Regions from separate parts of the Danio rerio genome. Here region 2 is linked to region 1. A link is a contact called in public Micro-C data. All regions are on one chromosome and are shown on one strand. The core of a region is the stretch at or near the end of the contact, and the rest is flanking DNA. Distances in the headings are between cores, read along the strand shown.

The links. A called contact is a pair of places that touch in the nucleus more often than the background predicts.
Region 2: a Micro-C map of caudal fin shows a contact between it and region 1, with 5 times the contacts expected there. The contact joins the enhancer-like site here to the promoter of ndufs2 in region 1. A contact is called at or near these places in 2 of 18 Hi-C or Micro-C datasets (caudal fin and an unstated tissue).

The regions. Positions count from the first base shown.
Region 1 is chr7:19,059,337-19,063,477 of GRCz12tu, reverse strand. It overlaps ndufs2 (NADH:ubiquinone oxidoreductase core subunit S2), which reads left to right and starts at 2,856. Exons shown (of 14, transcript NM_001020645.2): 1 at 2,856-3,026. The coding sequence starts at 2,926. kirrel1a (kirre like nephrin family adhesion molecule 1a) reads left to right here. Exons shown (of 15, transcript NM_212868.2): 15 at 1-931.
Region 2 is chr7:19,258,602-19,262,929 of GRCz12tu, reverse strand. It overlaps dock11 (dedicator of cytokinesis 11), which reads left to right. Exons shown (of 53, transcript NM_001202493.1): 26 at 604-729; 27 at 1,460-1,531; 28 at 2,169-2,315. Among named protein-coding and RNA genes, the nearest start is that of dock11, 64 kb to the left of the region's middle. Within about 2 kb of position 1,834, at least 2 of the 62 cell types and tissues checked have an H3K27ac peak or open chromatin away from gene starts, as enhancers often do. A contact at or near this core is called in caudal fin, where this site is marked.

The sequences.
Region 1 (4,141 bases), core at 1,607-4,106:
AACTACCTTTCGGAGACCAGAAACGGTCTTTGGCTTTGAGACAAAAGCAAACAAACTGTCTTCAACGGGGTTTGAAGGATGGCGTTATCAAAGCAATGAGAAACCTGAGGATGAAGACAATCCCTCGGAACAGCGAGACACTCGTTTTGGTCTTCGTCCACATTTCCAACGAGCCCTGTAAATACTTTCCCATGTGTAATTCCGACTTCAAGTATTATTTTACAACATCCAATGTGATGCACTCTTTAAATGCAGTATTGTTCTGTTTTTCAATTGCGTGAAGAAAGTAAGCGATGGTACAGTACTTACGAAGAGTACGAGCTGGTACGATGCTATTAAAAGCGTTCGGGAAAACACCTTGATGACCTACTTGAGCTGCCAATCACTCATCCTTTATCTCGATGGCGGGGGACCATTTTGTTGGACAGTATTTGCATTCCCCTTTTGCCGTCTACGAACTTGAAGCTCCACAAAGTCAAGAAGAAGGAACATATGAAGGAGTGAACAAACTAAAGAGTGGCCTTAGGAAAACATGACTTTTATATTCCCTCACTTTATAAAGCGGCTTAAGGCCAGAGGAGTGTGTGTAGACAACGGTATGCTTGTGTTTTTGTGCGTGCGACTGAGCGTGAGTGTGAGGATATGAAAATCTTTATGTAATCCGTTCATTTACTTCTCTCACGTTCCTGCTCCAATACTTTTTCTTCTGCTGGTAGGAGTGTATCCTGTATAATTGTGTCTTAGAAGATAAACGTTGACCTTACTGTACTGTTTCTTGGTAGCTGAAAAAACAATGTTTGACAGATGTACAACAAAAAAGTTATTGACTTTTTTTTTATTTCTCATTGATTTTTTTCCAATATTTTTTAAAAATGTTACGTAATTATTTTTTCACAGTATATCAGAAATAAAAGCACTGTTTTTCTAAGAATCAGTGACGTATTGAATGTGTGACTGATACTTTGCATGTACACTACCTGATAAAAGTTTTAAAAGTCGAGTATTCAAGCAAATAATAACTTGACTTCTAGTTGATCATTTGGTATCAGAAGTGGCTTAATTGAAAGGCAAAGGCCTCTAGATTACGCTTATTTTATCAAAATAAAATATAATCATGCCTTGATTTTTAATTCTTTAATTAGGACGGTAAGGTCTGACTTTGCTTAGACAAAAAAAAATAATGTACAGTATAGAATATAACATCATGGTGCAGTGGATAAAGAATGAATATTGTGTATGACTCCCATGAGCTTGGAGGACTGCATCCATACATCTCTGCAATGACTCAAATAACTTATTAATAAAGTCATCTGGAATGACAAAGGAAGCGTTCTTGCAGGACTCACAGAGTTCACCAAGATTCTGTGGATTCATCTTCAATGCCTCCATCTTACCCCAGACATGCTCAATAATGTTCATGTCTGGTGACTGGGCAGGCCAATCCTGGAGCACCTTGACTTTCTTTGCTTTCAGGAACTTTGACGTGAAAGCTGAAGTATGAGAAGGAGCGCTATCCTGCTGAAGAATTAGCCCTCTCCTGTGGTTTGTAATGTAATGGGCAGCTCAAATGTCTTGATAGCTCAGGCTGATGATGTTGCCATCCACTCTGCAGATCTCTCGCATGCCCCCATACTGAATGTGTTAGTTTTCTGTTTCCCAAACCGTGATTTTTCCTTCACCAAACTGGACTGATTTCTGTGAGTATCTTGGGTCCATGATTGTAGTTAGTTAGTTAGTTAGTTAGTTAGTTATTTAGTTAGTTAGCTAGCTAGTTAGTTAGTTTGCTTGTTAGATAGTTTAAAAAATCTGAAAAACCGAAATTGGTGTTTGTGAGGCCAGCAGGAGGTGCTCAACCTGCGGTCTGTCTGGGTCCTAAAACCCCAGTATATTGATGGAGACTCTTTGCTGCTCAGTGAGCACTGTTTTTCGGATGAGACATTAAACCTGGAAGACGTGGAAATCTGTTAAAAATCCCAGGATGTCCTTCGATAAAAAGTAGGGGTTTAACCCCAGCATCCTGGCCAAATTTCCCCACTGGCCTGTGTCTATCATGGCCTCCTAATCATCCCCATACTATAATTGGCTTCATCACTCTGTCTCCTCTCCACCAATCAGCTGGTGCGGTCTGGCGCAACATTGCTGATGTCGCATCATCCAGGTGGATGCTGCACACTGGAGGTGGATGAGGAGATTCCCCCATTGTGTAAAGTGCTTTGAGTGTCCAGAAAAGCGCTATAAAAATGTAAGGAATTGTTAATTATTATTATTATTATTATTATTATTATTATTACACCGCACGTCTTTGGGCTGTAGGGGTAAACCGGAGCACCCGGAGGAAACACATACAAACACGGGGAAAACATGCAAACTCCACACAGAAATGCCAACCCCCCAGCCGGGACTCATACCAGCGACCTCCTTGCTGTGAGGTGACAGTGCTAACCACTGGGCTTCTGTACAGCCCACACAGATATTATATAATATGAATATAAAATGTATATACCTTTGGTTGAATGATGAAAAATTCCCATCAGTAAAGTACAGGGTGCTGCTCAAACATACCTTTAGTGATGACATTTTGGATGTATAAAGTCTAGGATCCAGAAGAAACCCCATCACTCTTAGTCTCCAGCAATAATAATAAAAAATATTAATGTGATTGAGCTAGCTCCATGTTTTGTCAAATTATTTGATTTTTTAGAAATATTCGCCAATGTGAAGTTTAAAAATTCGCTTCATCAACTGCACCAGGCATTCCTAACTTAAAAACAAACTCGAGAGTCGACTGACATCTAGTGGCTCTTGGATGAGTCTTGGATTGGAAGCTGCGGTGTAAACCTCCTGCCGGCGGGTGACGCCAGAGCCCCAGTGAAAGAGCGGCCGTGAAGCTCTCAGCACAGAAGCAGAGCGCTGACAGAAGGGAAGATGGCGGCTACAATGCTGAGGTCGCTCTCTAGACTCGGACGTCCTTCAGTTTTATTAAACAGTAATGTCAGCTCTCCAGCCTGTGCTCTGATTCAGACGAGGTACGAACAGCACGGTCAATAACACACTGCAATTTTACCATTGGTTTGGTGAAGCAGCGGCTTGCTTGTGGTGATGTTGTTGTTATGGTTTAGCCACCGGTATTTCTGCGACTTAGATTGTTTTGAAAAGCATGCTAATGTGCAATATTGCAAACTTGACCTGTTTACATACGTATTATTCTATTATTATTAAACGTCGTTTTCCCTTTTGCCATTCTTGCGTTCAGCTGTGGGAAAAAACAAGCTTGAAGCTAACGTTAGCCGTTATGAAACATGAGCAGTTACAAAATAATCACATTTGATATCTCTGATAAATCATGACTCTGAGGTTTTCTTAATGGCACAATTGTTTTTTTTTATGTTTTGCAATTTGCAATCTTCACCAATATTTGTAGGTAAAATGACCCACAAAAATAGCGACACAAAAGTCTTAGTTGAAGTTTTCAAAGCAAGAGGGTTTTATTGATTTCATTATGGATATAAAGTGTATATCTTCTTATTAAGGTACATTTGGTTTTATATTCACATATACAATAATATTCAATACTATAACTTCAAAAAACTATTGTCAAGTCTAAATAGAGAAATCATATTAGCAGTCCATAACTATCAAAGGACAACAGTGTTTACAGTCTATTAAATAGTGCTAATGTTGTATCAAAGTCATACTTGCATATGATTTCAGACTGTTTATTCAAAAGTACTGAGGTAAACAATATAGAGTCCGAATGTGTGATTAAAAAAAACAACTTTACCTCAATTATATTCTCGATTCTCATATCGTTTCAAAATACATATATTTTTAATAATTTTGCTTCCCAAGTAGATTCAAATGTTTTAAGTCATTCATCATGGAAATCAAAGGAACGTTTCTTTTTTAGAATATAATTTAGAAGTAATTTATATAGATTTAGAACATTCTTTTTTCCCCCATTGTAATTAGAATGTATGGCAATGATGAAATAAAATAAATTAGTAATGGAGGTCAGTATGAACTAAGTTGTATATACAGATCATTGTCTGCTCAAAAAAAATGGACATTTAGAGATGGTATTGATGTATTGTGCTCCCTAAAAGTGTTTTTATTATTTAATTTTAATGACCTTTTTTTGTTT
Region 2 (4,328 bases), core at 585-3,084, 200 kb before region 1:
ACTTTGAAGAATATGGGAAAAAACATTGGATAAAAATATTGAAAAAATAAGAAATCATAAAAAAATGAAATATATACAATTTAGTTGAGATTTTGTAGTTTGTTGGATTTTAAATGTATTATTTCTTTATTTCTGAAAATATTTAGTGACTATCTGTGTTTAATAAACTTGTTTAGTTCAAATATACCAAAATATATTGCCTATATTCACTGAGAAATGGATAAAATATTCATTTGCAAAATGTATACTGAGCATAGTTGTGTGTTATGTTATGTGCAAAGTTTAAGGCAGATGTTTGTTTTTTTAATAAGAACTAATGCATGGAACTGGAGTCACATTTATCACATTAATATTTGATGCTCAACAACTACAAAAACCCATGAAATTTAGCCTCAACAGAGCATGTGATTGTGTTACTGAACTAACTTGTAGACCGATATTTTTAAGCAGCATCCTAAAAGCTTTTCAAATGTTTCATATAAGTTCACAACTTTAGATGGACACTGCATTATGTTATTTATACAGCATTGCTAGATTTTGTTACAAGTGTTTTAAAAACCTTTAATGAATTTTTTACAAACAAAAGCAACGTTTCCTTTGCAGTATGTGTTTCGTATCAACAACGCAACTTCCGAAAACTCTGTGACAACACATGAAGTTTTGGCTACGGCTGTGACTGTCATCCTCAAACAAACCGCTGATATCAACACCTGCAACAAACTTCTCAAGGTGACCAAATCATGCATTACTCTCTATCTATACACAGCAGATGGCGCTGTTAGGCTATTTTCTGCTCTCTTGAGTCACTGAAGAGGATTAATGTCGGAGTAAATTATTTGGAAATGGGGGGTGGTTTCCAAGGAACGATCATCATCATCATACATACACAAGAACCAGTTTACTTTATTATGCTTTAGTACTCTGTATATTTCATTCATTATACCCACTTTCTCTCACGTGGTCTTAGCATGTTCAAGGAGCTTCCTCAATATTTTTTTGCTCAGGGCTGCTTTTAGTACTGAATTTTAGGGATGTTGCTTTTACACATTATGGTTACTGACTACTCATTTGACTGTGCCTGGTTTCAGAGATTATATTATAGTGTGGTTGAATTACTGTATTGTTTTGCTTTAGTTGTGGTAGTGGCAGTGTATATTTATATGTTGTTTGGAGTAGCACACATTTACAAAATTTCCATGATTATATATGGTAAACGTTAGTATAATGATTAATTTGGGATGTTATAAAATTCTATGAGCCACACAGTGGCGCAGTGGGTAGCAATGTCACCTCACCGCAAGAAGGTCGCTGGTTTGATTTAGGATTAATAATCATTGTAAAAAAAATTTTAACTTTTTGCTAATGTGTAATGATTTTTGTTTTTGTCACTGTATATATAAAATTTGCATTACAACATTCCTTATTGCCACTGTGTTAATGAATTTTTCCTGCTATACAGTATTCCTGGTTCTTCTTTGAGACCATGGCCAGGTCAATGGCTCAATACCTCATGGATGGCAACAGAATGAAAGTAAGTCTTATTTTTACCTTCCACTTGCTTTTCCTCATCATCATTATCATCAGTAAAAAGATTAAATAATTAAACACAAAGCAGCTGGGTGTAAATATCCCTAAGCTGCCAAGTTTTATTTTTATTTATTTATCTTTTGGCATTTGAGCATAGAATGTGGTTTGACTTCCTCATTCTTCATAAAGTGAATGATCAAAGGTAAAAAAAAAAAAAGAAAAACACGCCCTTATAAACACCAAACACTGTAGCGTCACTCTACTGTTGACACAGGGTTGCCTTTTGCATGTGTGATGTTTGTTTACCAGCTTCAGCTTTCCTTCAGCGCTTTTCAAACATGTTCAGACATATTAAAACATGCCACCAGTCTCATTTGCATAACAGAAACCATGTCTTAATCATGTTGTTTAGAAGTCGGTGTGTATCTGATGTTCAAACATGCTCTCACCTCAGTCAATTATGATCACAAGCCTAAAATTAGTCTATGTGTTTTGGCATAGACGGTCATATTGAAAGCTGAAATTTAACCGTAAGTTGCATATAATTGAGCTGAAAGTAATTTACTGTCACTAGTGAAACTACGTGGTGTTAATGCCATTGATATGTGATGGCTAATGAAGTGAACCTGCTTGACCTACAGATGCCACGAGCACAGAGGTTTCCAGAGTCTTTCCAGCAGGCCCTGCAGTGTCTGCTGTTGTCCATAATGCCACACATCACTATCCGCTATGTGGAGATTCCAGAGGAGGCTCGCTGTGTCAACTTCAGCCTGGCCTGCTTCATTAAGGTCAGGCCTTACACTAAATTTTAAGACAGAGCCTAACATTCACTAGTGCTACAGTTAGGGACTTTCACACGGTGTGCTTTTTAGGTTGTCATTCTAAATGTCACTTCAAACTCTTGGTTAATGAACTGTTTACATTTGTAGTTATTTTATATTTATAGTAATAAAATATGTAGATATGCCACACAAAATGGGCTAAAAAAAATAATAAACCTACTAGTAGTACCACTTTTGCTGTGTTAATGGGATAATTGGCCCCAAAAATGAATATTTGCTATGGATAGTGGCTTATTTCACCTCAGGAAATCATTTAATCATTAAAAACAATCATTTGAGTTAGGTGTGCACAATATGTTGTTTCATCATGGAAATCACAATGTGCATCTGCAATAGTCATATCGCATTATCGGCAATGTTGAGTCTGAATGATAGTTGATCAGGAGCCACAGAACACATGTGGTTTGTAGAGTCACTGCTAAGTTTAAACATAACAGAGTGAAATTTTTTTTTTCATTTGCATGTGTTTTTAAGGCCTTTGACTAGGACTTTCAAGAGAATTTGGGCACAAAAAAGTATGTTTTGGGGGTGTAACAAAGATTAATTTTATTAAATTATTTATAAGATTTATGCTCAATAACTTGTAATTTTTGTCCTGTTTCTAGTCCAAATATCTACATTTCAAAGTGAAAATATGATTATTTTACCCTATTGGTAGATAATTCAGCTTGTTTTAAGGAAAAACTCCTAATTTTGACTTACTTCTTCTGAAGATGAATACAAAACAACACATTTTCACTTGATCTAAAGGATTTTTAGATACTTGGACTAGAAATGAGACATTTTTTGTTTTTGCATTGTTATTATTCTGGTCATAAGACCGTCAAATCAAACCATCTTGTCAAACTGTAGACTGTTTGCTTGTCAAATGATGTTTACATTTTGTGAAACTGTATACATATCGCAAACATTTATCGCAGAAAAAAAAAAACATTGCAATATAAGGATTTTTTTTTCAATGTCGTGCAGCTCTAATTTGAGTTTATAATTAATTAATAAGAAATTATTACTTTAGGCACTGGTGAACAAAAAAAAGCACCAATACGTTTATGATGGTACACAATAGTAATATTTCAAATAAATGCTGTTTTTTGAACATTCTCTTTTTTCAAAGTATCCTGATAAACATTTGCCTTGAACAAAACTTTGCAAAGAGAATAAAAATCTGAAAACTCACTCTTTAAATTAATCTATAAATTAACACTGAAAATAAATCGGCATCGGCTTTACCAAAAAGAGTTTGAAAATATCAGCAAGAATCTAATATTGCGCATATATTTAACAAGGTCCAAATAAAAGAAAAATGGTAAAGTAGTTTTCATTTCTAGAGTATTCAAGTTTATTTATTACAACTCTTTTTGTAAATTTCTTTTGTGGAATATCAACCTGCTTAACACAGTGGATAGTGCTGTTGCCACACAGCAAGAAGGTCACTGGTTCGAGCCTCAGCTGGGTCAGTTGGCGTTTCTGTGTGGAGTTTGCATGTTCTCCCCGTGTTCGCATGGGTTTCCTCCGGGTGTTCCAGTTTCCCTCACAAATCCAAAGACATGCGCTATAGGTGAATTGGGTAGGCTAAATTGTCTATAGTGTACAGTATGTGTGTGAATGAGTGTCTGTGGGTGTTTCCCAGTGAAGGGTTGCAGCTGGAAGTGCATCTGCTGTGTAAAACATATGCTGGATAAGTTGGAGGTTCAAACATGTGGCGACCCCAGATTATAGGACTAAACCGAAAAGAAAATGAATGAATGAATGATGCAAACTACAGAATTTCAACTAACTTTAATATTTCGTATGTTTCTTTTGATTTAATGTTTCCCCCAACATGTTCATTTGGGTTTACAAATTTTTGGACTGTGATCTAAAGTTTCTTTTTTTATTTCCAGTTTTGCATTAACTACTAACTAATCTAATTTATATACACAAATATATTATTGTAAAGCGTCCTATAGAAAATATAAA